2 separate regions of the Mus musculus genome follow, and region 2 is linked to region 1. Evidence: chromatin contacts called from public HiChIP or PLAC-seq data. All regions are on one chromosome and are shown on one strand. The core of a region is the stretch at or near the end of the contact, and the rest is flanking DNA. Distances in the headings are between cores, read along the strand shown.

Region 1 (5,618 bases), core at 771-3,270:
ACCTGTTCCCACCTAGGTCACCCAACACACCTTCACGTAGTTGGCATTGATGTAGTCAGAGCCTGGGATGTTACTGTCACGTCCCTGCAGGATCACTCGGCTGTGGTCAACTGGCATGAATAGAGAACGAACAGCTTGGGCCACTCCCTGGGGCAGACCTTTCCCAAGCCGACAGATGTTCTTGTCCCCAGAGCTACAGACTCATAGATAGGGCAGCGGGCAGGGATAAATGTGTCTAGGATGGGAGCAGAGGCTTCATGGCCAAGGCGTGGCAGGGTGGGAATTACTGCCTGGTAGTTGTAGGGAGGCTCTTAGGAACTAAAGAAGAGGCCTCCTGGGGGAGGAGAGCTCTGCTGGCCAGTGGGGACGGGGTGGGGTGGGAGTCTATGGGAGGCAGTGAGGGCGGGCAGGGCTGCTGGCGCTCACAGGGAAGAATGTTCTTGTAGCGGTTCTTGCTCTTGTTCTCTGGCCGCTGCCCTTCCAGACGTTGGTGTAGATTCTTTACCTCCTGCTTTTGTAGACTCTGAAATGTCAGAGAACTGAGTCCCCCGCCCAAGGTTGCATCCACGGTCGCAGAGGCCATAGGTCAGAGGCATATAAAGAAGGCAAGGTGACCTCATCCATCCCAGCCCTGCTGTCCCCACCACACACCTCAAACTCCTCCCAGAAGCCAGCCTTGGCTGTGTCCTCCGACTCCTGCTTCTTGTTCAGTTCCAAGACCCGATTCTCAATGTCAGCTGCGTTTACCCGAGTAGCGTAGTAAGGCTGAGGTGAGGGAGGACGAGAAGTCAGCGGCCGAGAGACCTCAGAAAGCCACATCTCCGATGGCTCAGGGGAAGAGGCAAGCATGTCGGCCCCTCACCTGCCGCAGGTAGACAAAGGCACCCGAGGCCTCCTCAATCCCTGTCTTCTTGAAGTGCTCCACCAGGTCTGTGAGGCTGTCAAACGTCTCTGAGCCACCCACAGTATAGCGTCCACCCTGAAGGGACACCAAGTAAGGCCACCCTTCAGGGCTGAGTCCCCCCTCGTGGCACCCCCAGCCTTAAGTCCACTGAAGCTCCAGCGTGAGGCCACCCCACAGCCTGGCTGACTCACCTCACACATAACCTTGATATGAGTGACCCTGAGCGGGGAACCTGGGCCAGCCTTGGGCTGGTCATTGAGCACAGAGAGCACAAAATCACCAGGTTGGCTGAGACTCTCACGCACAAGAAATGTCCAGGGCTCGCCCTTGGCCTGCAGCAGTGACTCCGCCTGCCCTCCAGATATGTGGCCGTGGTACCACCTAGAGAAAGTACATGGCGAAGATGGTAACCAGGTCCCAGAGTGGGCACAGAGGCCTGCTACCTGCCAGGCTTGAGCTACAAGCTTTCAAATCCACCACTACATTCAGATCTGTTACTAACTCAGAAAATGTTGTGAGGAAAAAGATAGACTTTGTGCTATTACCCCAGCTTGGAGCTAGAATTCCAACTCCTTAGGAGACATGAGGATGGTCGTAAATTTAAGACCAGCGGGATCTACACAAACATACCTTTAAGGCTCACCTTCTAGAAACACACAAATGAATAAATAAATAGCAGACAATGACAGCTACTCTTATAATCCCAGCATTCAGTCGGCTGTGCAGAAGAACTGTCTCAATGAGGCTAGCCTGCTCTATGTGTTAAGTTTCAGGCCAGCCTGAGCTACACAGTGGGACCCTATCTCAAAAACAAAACAAACAGCCAGGCCTGGTGATATATACCTGTAATTACAGCCCTGGGTTGGCAGAAGCAAGAGGGATCACTGTAAGTTTGAGGCTAGCCTGGTCTACAGGGTGAATTCCAAGCCAGCCTGAGCTAGAGGCTGTCTTAAAAAAAAGCGAAGTTTCTGTCTCCAAAAGAGAAAGGAAGGGATAGAGGGAGGGAGGGAGGGAGGGAGTGGGGGGGGGAGGAAAAAAGGAAGGGCTCTAGCCAAAGCCTCTCTTGACTGTTCACAAGAAACAGAAAGACGGTATCCAGAATATTTGGAGGGACAAAATGAAGTGTCCCCATGAAACAGACTGAGTTAAAAGGAGGGACAGAAAAACGTAGATTGACCCAAACCACAGAAGGCAGTGGGTGTCAAGAGGAGACACAAGTCCAGAAGGACTGATGGAAAACGCATTTGTGGGAGGGGGAGGCACAAATATCCCACTGAGGAGAGAGTAGTTTCAGGGTTCCAGAGGTTCAAAGGGGCTCCAAGGAGCTCCGAGGGGCTGCAGGGCAGAAAGCAGAACTAAGGACCGGTCCGTGAAGGTCCTCTTCCCAGGAGGAAACTGTAGCCCCACAATGCCTAGCCTCACAGGAAACCACGTGATGGAAAAAACACAAAACTCCTTCTGGGGAGAGAGTGAGAAGTGAGGTTGTGAGGTTTCTTCAGCTCGGGGGGTGGGGGGGAGAGCATTTTCCAACCGCAAGGATTGGGGGGGGGGTGGAGTGGGGCTCAGTCCTCTTGGTCCTTCTCAACTCTGTCCAGAGGACACCATAGCTCAAGGCCTTCAGAGGTTCCTACCCCAACCCAGGCCTCCTGGGCCATCCTAGCCCACCTCAGGAACAGGCCAGAGACCCCAAGCAATGTGAGGGGGCTCAGCTCCTTCCCTCAGGGACAGGATGAGGAAGTCTCCATGCAAATGTGAACAGACCACAGGCAGAGAGTTCACTATTGAGGGGACAAATGCAAATTTCCCAGAAGAGGAGGGGCAAAGAGAGGAGCCATTGGGTCATGGCTTCCACACACACTAAGGTTAGGGATGAGACAGCTTCTTCCCAAATGGCCATCCAAAGTGTCCCTTGGAGTCCTCCGCAGCCCTGTCAGAGGGTATCATCCACAGGGTGTCCTGTGCTTCCCCACTGCCCTGGCCTGTTCTCCTAACACCTGTTTAGCTCCCACCTCCTTCCTGATCACAGGGAACACTGCAGCCACCATTCAGCTGTACCTCCATGGTCTACTCTAGCAGGGCGCATCCTGGCTTGAGTCAGCAACAAAGAGAAAACAAGGGGCTCAAAGCGAATCTGAGAGAGAGGCCAAACCATCCTGAGGGCTGCAGGTAGGATAGGAGAGGAGAGACAACCTGGGGCAGGCCCTCCCTTCCCACTCACCAGCAGAAGAGGAAAGCCTTCTAGGGAGTGTCCTCCAGCTTCTTTGTTTGTTTGTTTGTGGTTTTCTTTGTGTTTTGAGGGTTTTTTTTGGTTGGTTGTTTGTTTGTTTGTTTGGGTTGGAGTTTTTTTGTTGTTTTGTTTGGGGGTTTTGGTTTTTCAAGACAAGGTTTCTCTGTGGAGCCCTGGCTGTACTGGAACTTACTTGATAGACCAGGCTGGCCTTGAACTTCCAGACATCCACCTTCCCCTGCCTCTTTTGAGTGCTGGGATAAAAGGCCTATGGTACCACCTCCACTCCGCTTGTTTTAGTTTAAGTCAAGGTCTCATGGAGCCCTATCCGGCCTCAAACTTGCTATGGAATGGAGGATAAACTTGACCTTCTTCTGGTCTTCCTGCCTCCACCTGGGCTCACAGGCACGTGTCACTCACACTAGGTTTATGCACGACAGGGAATAGAACCCAGTGTTTAATGCATGGCAGGCAAGCACTCACCACCTGAGCCACAGTCCCTAGACCTTCAGTCCTCAGTTTTAGTCAGTAACTTGTGAACAAAACTATTGAGCTAAGTTTGTAGGCACGAATCTCAAAACAGACTTTAAAACTGCGTGGAAGGTAGCTAGTGGCAAAGCGCTCACTCAACTCAGACAAGGCCCCGGGTTCAGGCCCCAGCAGAGAAGGGTGTGGGGATCAAGTTCGGAATCATTTCAACTGTAAATACACAGACACAGGACAGGAACAGGTACGCAGAGCCCCAGAGTCCATAAGAAAACCCTGAGTTAATAGGGGTTGCCAGTCAGTCCCTGTGCTATACAGCTAAGACGAGCCCCAGTGTAATGAATGAGGGACATTTATCTCCATAACCTTCCCTTTGCACATGCTCTGAGAAGACCACAAGAGAACAGCCAGCCCAGCTATGGGGGCCGTGTCTTTGCAGCACTAGTTGGGGATATCCTGAGGGTCTCCTTAAGTCAGATAAGCCTGGGCCCTTCTCTACCTGTGACCACCTCAGCGACCTTGCTTTCACCAAGCTCTGTCCAGCCCCACCTCAGTGTGATGCTGAGAGAAGTCCCTGAGTACCCCAGTACCAGTGGACCTCTAAGACCTTATTAAGACAGGGACCTAGAGCCCCAGGCTGTGTAGAGGGCTGGAAGAAGGCACCAGAGTTCCATGGTAGGACAAGCTTTCTAGTAATAGGGCCGACCTGATGAGAAACACCAGAGACAAGGAGTGGCCTCTCTGTTACTCTCAGGATGAGGTTGCTAGGCAGCAGGAACCCTGCAGGAAGGCAAGGGGAACCCTTCTCTGGCTTCCTCAGGGGACAGGGGATTGGTTAGATACATGGGAATCATCAGCCTACAGAGGGAAGAGGCTGAGAACACTGAGAGAACAGGTGTGGAAGATCAGGGATGAAGAACGGACTGGGAACAGAAGGACACCTGGTCTGGATGTCCACTTATCTCAAGGGACAGGGCCAACCTGCAATGCCCCTCACCTCTCACTGGTGGGGTCCGAGCAGTTCAGTGGGTACTTAAGGTGGATGATGGTGCCATCTCGGTCCTGCAGGATGCCCTGCTGCTGCGTGTAATACTCGACCAGCTCTGTCAGCGTCGCAAACTTCTCCCCTCCGTACAGGTCATAGAAGTCCCCTGAGTTCTGGATCCGAATATGAGTCACCTGATCATCCACCCTGCGAGGCACCACCAGGTAGTGAGATACATGAGCAGCAGCGGGGTGGGCTTGGGGGGACAGGGGTCTCGATGCAAAAGCACATAGGCATGGAGTAGACATAGACAGTTATGGGCACATGCTAGGGCGACAGGCAGGGACAGAAGGGAAGAAATGTATCATGAGGAGACAACACAACCCAGGGAACCCAGGAATGCTCCGGACCCACACAATGAGCTGCCAAGGTGCAGGGAGGGCCACCCACCTGACTGAGAGGGAGAAGTCACCCTGGTTCTTGCGGCTGGGCCGAGCCAGGAAGCTCCCAGGGACTCCCCGGCCCTTCAGCAGGGTCTCTGCATCAGGCCCGCTGAGGTCCCGGTGAAACCACCTAAAAGTGCACAGGGCAGTGAGGGAATATCCCCAGGGCTCCAGCCACCCTTGTTTCCTATCCTCCATGGGTCCCAGGCCCTTACCTCACCATCCTGGGGTTCTCACTGAATTGGCTGCAGAAAATGTGGAGGGAACAGTTTGTCTGGGCAGGCACGTACAAACTCTAGAGATGAGCCTCAGGCAAGGCTCTCAGAGCCCAGGCCTCCAAAGCCAACCTGCAGTCCTGCTCCCCGGGCTACCACTCTACTGGCCTGGGGCAGCCAGCAGGGCGGAGACAGGAAGGGGCGCGGCCGACCCCTTAGGGGAACTCACTAGAACTTCTCTTTTCAGAGCGAGGGAAGAGGAGCTGGAGGGTGGCAGGGTGGGGGAGGGCCCACTTCCCACAGTCTGCCAACAAAGGCACAGGGGCAAGGCAGTAAATATTCATGACTCAAGAGGTAA
Region 2 (5,775 bases), core at 1,019-3,518, 250 kb after region 1:
TGGATACCAGAAAGACTCACCCGAAAAATCCAGACTGACCAAGGGAATACTAATGTCCCTCGTCTTGGTGATGTCCAGGGCGTCAATAATAAAGAGAGAGCAGCGTTGGGGGATAATGTCGACATTTCCACTCCCAATGACGGTGATGTATAATGCTCAAGTATTCTCCTGCTTTTTTACCACTAACTGGGAACTGGGTTTAGCCTTGATTCAGACAGCCTTGGCTCTGTCTGGACAGGTCCAGACGACTGACACCATTAACACTTTGTCAGCCTCAGTGACTACAGTCATAGATGAACAGGCCTCAGCTAATGTCAAGATACAGAGAGGTCTCATGCTGGTTAATCAACTCATAGATCTTGTCCAGATACAACTAGATGTATTATGACAAATAACTCAGCAGGGTTGTGAACAAAAGTTTCCGGGATTGTGTGTTATTTCCATTCAGTATGTTAAATTTACTAGGGCAGCTAAATTGTCAAAAAGTCTTTTTCAGTATATGTTACAGAATTGGATGGCTGAATTTGAACAGATCCTTCGGGAATTGAGACTTCAGGTCAACTCCACGCGCTTGGACCTGTCGCTGACCAAAGGATTACCCAATTGGATCTCCTCAGCATTTTCCTTCTTTAAAAAATTGGGTGGGATTAATATTATTTGGAGATACACTTTGCTGTGGATTAGTGTTGCTTCTTTGATTGGTCTGTAAGCTTAAGGCCCAAACTAGGAGAGACAAGGTGGTTATTGCCCAGGCGCTTGCAGGACTAGAACATGGAGCTCCCCCTGATATATGGTTATCTATGCTTAGGCAATAGGTCGCTGGCCACTCAGCTCTTACATCTCACGAGGCTAGACTCATTGCACGGGATAGAGTGAGTGTGCTTCAGCAGCCCGAGAGAGTTGCACGGCTAAGCACTGCAATGGAAAGGCTCTGCGGCATATATGAGCCTATTCTAGGGAGACATGTCATCTTTCATGAAGGTTCAGTGTCCTAGTTCCCTTCCCCCAGGCAAAACGACACGGGAGCAGGTCAGGGTTGCTCTGGGTAAAAGCCTGTGAGCCTAAGAGCTAATCCTGTACATGGCTCCTTTACCTACACACTGGGGATTTGACCTCTATCTCCACTCTCATTAATATGGGTGGCCTATTTGCTCTTATTAAAAGGAAAGGGGGAGATGTTGGGAGCCGCGCCCACATTCGCCGTTACAAGATGGCGCTGACAGCTGTGTTCTAAGTGGTAAACAAATAATCTGCGCATATGCCGAGGGTGGTTCTCCACTCCATGTGCTCTGCCTTCCCCGTGACGTCAACTCGGCCGATGGGCTGCAGCCAATCAGGGAGTGACACGTCCTAGGCGAAATATAACTCTCCTAAAAAAGGGACGGGGTTTCGTTTTCTCTCTCTCTTGCTTCTTGCACTCTGGCTCCTGAAGATGTAAGCAATAAAGCTTTGCCGCAGAAGATTCTGGTTTGTTGCGTCTTTCCTGGCCGGTCGTGAGAACGCGTCTAATAACAGAAAATGCAAAAAAAAAGAAAATGTATAGAAAGGGGCTGGAGAGATGGCTCGGTGGTGGTTAAGAGCACTGACTGCTCTTCCAAAGGTCCTGAGTTCAAATCCCAGCAACCATATGGTGGCTCACAACCATCCGTAATGAGATCTGATGCCCTCTTGTGGTGTGTCTGAAGACAGCTACAGTGTACTTAGATACAATAATAAATCTTTTAAAAAATGTATAGAAAAATTATTAGACAGATTCTGTCAGGGTTGTTGGCTCTAAACTCTTAATTGCAAAGTAACTGTATTTCTATGTATTGGCAAAACCAACCAAACAAAACCATTGGAAATGCAATCTGGAAAAAAAATATCACAACAAAATCAAAATAGGACTCAGTGGTAAATAAAGCAGAAGATGTACCCTATCCATATGCAAAAACATACTTCTCCGAAAGACACCTAAGGAGACCCTAAAAAGCGGCTGGAGAGAGACATGGCTCAGCAGGTAAGAGTGCTTCCTGCCCTTGCAGAGTTTGGTTTCCAGCATCCACATAGAGTGGCTCACAGCTACCTGTAACTATGGCTCCAGGGGCTTTAATGCCCCTTTCTAGACTCCACAGCCACTCCTAAATGTGTGGGCACACCGGAGCATAAATGTAAATAAATAAATGGTAACAAAACTAAGAAGGCCTGAATAAAAGGGGAGGTAGTCCAAGTCCATATGAGGAAATTTCAGTACTAAAAGGAAGTTGTTAGGGACTGGGAACATGGCTCAGTTAGGAGAGTGCTGACTTAGCATGCATGCGGCCCTGGGTTTATCCCCAGCATCGAACAGAACCGAGCACATTACCCAATGCTGTAATCCCAGCTCTCAGTGATCCCAGCAGGAAGATCAGAGGCTTGAGGTCATCCTCAGCCGCAGAGTGAACTCTTGAGTATTTGAGACCCTGTGTCAAGAAGCAAGCAAAAAGAGACTGGGCAAATGGCTCAGCTAGGTTAGCAAAGTGTTTGCCATGCAAGTGTGAGGGCCTGAGCTGGGTTGTTCCTCACCCAGGTGAAGTAGCCTAGTAAGGAGATGCACACCCTGTGATGCCTTGCTGGAGAGGCAAAGACAGTAATGCCTGGGACTCGCTGGCCAGCTACTGATCCCAATCAGTGAGCTCCAGGTTCAGTGAGAGACCTCATCTTCACAAACTAAGATGGCAGCTTAGTGGTGGTGGTGAACACCTTTGATCCCAGCGCTTGGGAGGGAGGCAGAGGCAGGTGGAGTTTGAGGCCAGCCTGGTCTACAGAGTTAGTTCCAGAACAGTCAAGGCTACACAAGAAACCATGCCTCAAAGAACCAACACACACACACACACACACACACACACACACACACACACCTAAAATGGCTGGGTATGGTGGTGGATGGTGGTAGACATGTTTAATCCTAGGACCTGGGAGGCAGAGACTAGATGGTCTCTGAGTTCAAGGCTAGCTTGGTCTACCTCGTGAGAACTCCGGTTTCATGAAATAACGTGGGTGGATCCTGAAAATGTTATATTAAGTGAAAACAAACCAGCTGGAAGACCACGTGAGCTGTCTTATTTATGGACCTCACGTACCAATAAGTAAAAACAGACAGCATATTTACACTTTTATCCTTTTGCAGAAAGGTGTGAGCTGAGTATGGTAGTGCCTGCTTATCTTCCTGGTACTTGGGAGGTGGAGGAAAGAGGACCAGATGTTGAAGTAGCAAGTTAGAGACCAGCCTGGGCTACATAAGATCCCATCTCAACTAGAAAACAAGACCTATTTATACCTAACATATATAATCGCATCTTGTATATTGACATTATGTGTGTGTTGAAACAGGGTCTCTCTATGTAACCCTGGGTGGCGTTGAACTCAAAGAGATCTTTCTGCCTCTACTTTCTGAGTACTGGGGTGAAATGCATGGGCCAACAGCTGTGTAGTGACTTTTATACATATGTAATTTCAAGTATATATGGTGAGCAGGGCATGGTGGAGCATGCCTTGGAAAGCAGAGGCAGGCAGATCTCTGTGAATTGGAGACCAGCCTGGTCTACTGGACTCTAGAGGACAACACAGCACTCACTTTTGCACATACACACATACCCCTTCCTACACACGTATATACATAATTAAAAATACACACACATACATCTTAGACTGGTAAATATCATAGGTCCAGATGGTGGGATGGCAGTTGGATTGGGAATGGAGTCATGGTTTAATGGGCTCAGGGTTTCAGTTTTACCAAATGAAGTTAAGCTGTATATTTATAATGCCAACACTCAAGAAATTGAGTCAGAAGATTAAGACTTCAAGGCTGGGGCTGAAGAGTTGGCTGGGCAGTTAAGAGAGAGTACTTGCTGCTATGGCAGGGGGGTCTAGGTTTGGTTCCCAATAACCAACATAGTGGCTCCCCACCTTCTATAACCCCCATCCCAGAGGTTTTGGTACCCGCTGCCTTCTGCAGGTATCAGACATGCATGATGCTTATATAGACATGCAGGCAAAACTCATTAAATGCATATTTTTAAAAAAGAATTTAAGGCCAAATTGGGTATTTATTATTTATTTGAGCTGTATGAGTGTTTTGTCTGCATGTATGTCTGTGTACCATGTGTGTGCCTGGTGCCTAAGTAGGACAGAAGTGTTATGCCCTGGGACTGGAGTTATGTAAGCTGCCATGTGTATGTTGGGAAGTCGACTTTAGTCCTCTGAAAGAGTAAGGAGTAATCCTTGTTTTAGTTTTCTGAAACAGGGTTTCTTTGTATAGCCTTGACTGTCCTGAAACTCACTCTGTAGACCAGGCTGACCTCAAACTCAGAGCTCTGACTGGTTCTGCCTCCCAAGTGCTGGGCTACCCCCAAAGTAACTAGTAATCTTTATCACTGACCTAATTTTCTAGCTTTTATTTATTTATTTATTTTTGTTTTTTGTTTTTGTTTTTGTTTTTGTTTTTTTGAGACAGGGTTTCTCTGTGTAGCCCTGGCTGTCCTGGAACTCACTCTGTAGACCAGGCTGGTCTCGAATTCAGAAATCAGCCTGCCTCTGTCTCCCAAGTGCTGGGATTAAAGGCGTGTGACATCACTGCTTGGCCATTTTCTAGCTTCTTTATATTTCATTTTAATTATTTTTTGAGACAGGGTCTTACCATGTAGCTGAGGGTGGCCTTGAACTCTTGGCAATCTTGCCTCAGACTCCTGAGTGCTCAGATTCCAGGTGAGTTGAACCACACTTGGCTCCAGCAGTTCTGTATACTGAGGCCCTGTACTAAAAACAAACGAGCAAGAGAAGAGTTATGGAGATGGCAGAGAGGGATGGCATTCCATCAGGAATGCATTTCTCACTGATCATTTTGGGATCTCACGTATCCAAGAATGGCCTTGAAAATTTTTTTCTCTGTGTGTACGTACTTGTTTGCATGCATATATGGGTATACGACATGTTTATGTTCGTATGTGCACATGGAGTCCAGAGGTCAATGTTGGTGACTTCCTCAATTGCTCTCTATCTTGTTTTTTGAGACAGAGTTTCTCATGGAACCTGGAGCAGGATCCAGAGATTCCCCCAGTCTCTGCCTCTGCAACTGGCTTTCTATGTCATTGCTGGGAACTGAGCTCGATCCTCATGCATCTACTGGAAACCTTGTACTACCTCTAGTCCTGGCCTTGAACCTCTGATTCTCCTGCCTCCATCTTCTGAATACCAAGGCTAGAGGTGTGTGCTGCTAAGCCCAATGTATGAGGTGCTGGTGACTGAATTTGGGGTCTCATACATTCTAAGAACTCTACCAACTAACCCATGAATGTATTTAATACCACGGAACTGTAGACTTAAATCGGATGATAAATTTTATGTCCTGTGAATTTTGTGGCATAGAACTTTTCCTATGTATACATAAGATAAGGTTAAAGAAAAAATATGAGGCAGCTATAGAAATGCTAAATATTAAAAATAATGACTTCAACCATTTTGTCCTTGTCTTAGGGTTAGAGTGAGTTTGTGGAGGCCATTCCTATTCAAACCACCACGGTCCTGTTTAACTAGAAATAAGTGTGTAGATGCCCTGCCCCATCCCCTTTTTTTGAGACAAGGTTTCTCCGTGTATCCTGGCTGTCCTAGAACTTGCTCTGTAAATCAGGCTGGCTTTGAACTCACAAAGGTCCTCCTGCCTCTGCCTCTCAAGTGCTGGGATTAAAGAGATTTGATACTACTACCAGCTCCATGCATACAATTTAAAATAATAAACACAAATTTTTTTAAAGA

What was found. HiChIP or PLAC-seq counts read pairs in DNA pulled down with a chosen protein or histone mark.
Region 2: an H3K4me3 HiChIP or PLAC-seq map of bone marrow-derived macrophages shows a contact between it and region 1, with 4 times the contacts expected there. The contact joins two enhancer-like sites. A contact is called at or near these places in 6 of 39 promoter capture datasets (cranial neural crest, embryonic stem cells, hippocampal neurons and 2 more), 1 of 484 Hi-C or Micro-C datasets (cerebellum), 4 of 115 datasets of contacts at active chromatin or transcription factors (bone marrow-derived macrophages, embryonic stem cells and pancreatic cancer cells) and 3 of 9 other capture datasets (adipose tissue, liver and pancreatic islet).

The regions. Positions count from the first base shown.
Region 1 is chr6:124,727,686-124,733,303 of GRCm38.p6, forward strand. It overlaps Ptpn6 (protein tyrosine phosphatase, non-receptor type 6), which reads right to left and starts at 5,469. Exons shown (of 16, transcript NM_013545.3): 1 at 5,261-5,469; 2 at 5,053-5,175; 3 at 4,615-4,809; 4 at 1,096-1,285; 5 at 863-979; 6 at 652-765; 7 at 427-523; 8 at 31-110. The coding sequence starts at 5,268. Within about 2 kb of position 2,021, at least 28 of the 459 cell types and tissues checked have an H3K27ac peak or open chromatin away from gene starts, as enhancers often do. A contact at or near this core is called in bone marrow-derived macrophages, where this site is marked.
Region 2 is chr6:124,979,658-124,985,432 of GRCm38.p6, forward strand. It overlaps a transcript of Cops7a not described here. Among named protein-coding and RNA genes, the nearest start is that of Pianp, 14 kb to the right of the region's middle. Within about 2 kb of position 2,269, at least 1 of the 459 cell types and tissues checked has an H3K27ac peak or open chromatin away from gene starts, as enhancers often do. A contact at or near this core is called in bone marrow-derived macrophages, where this site is marked.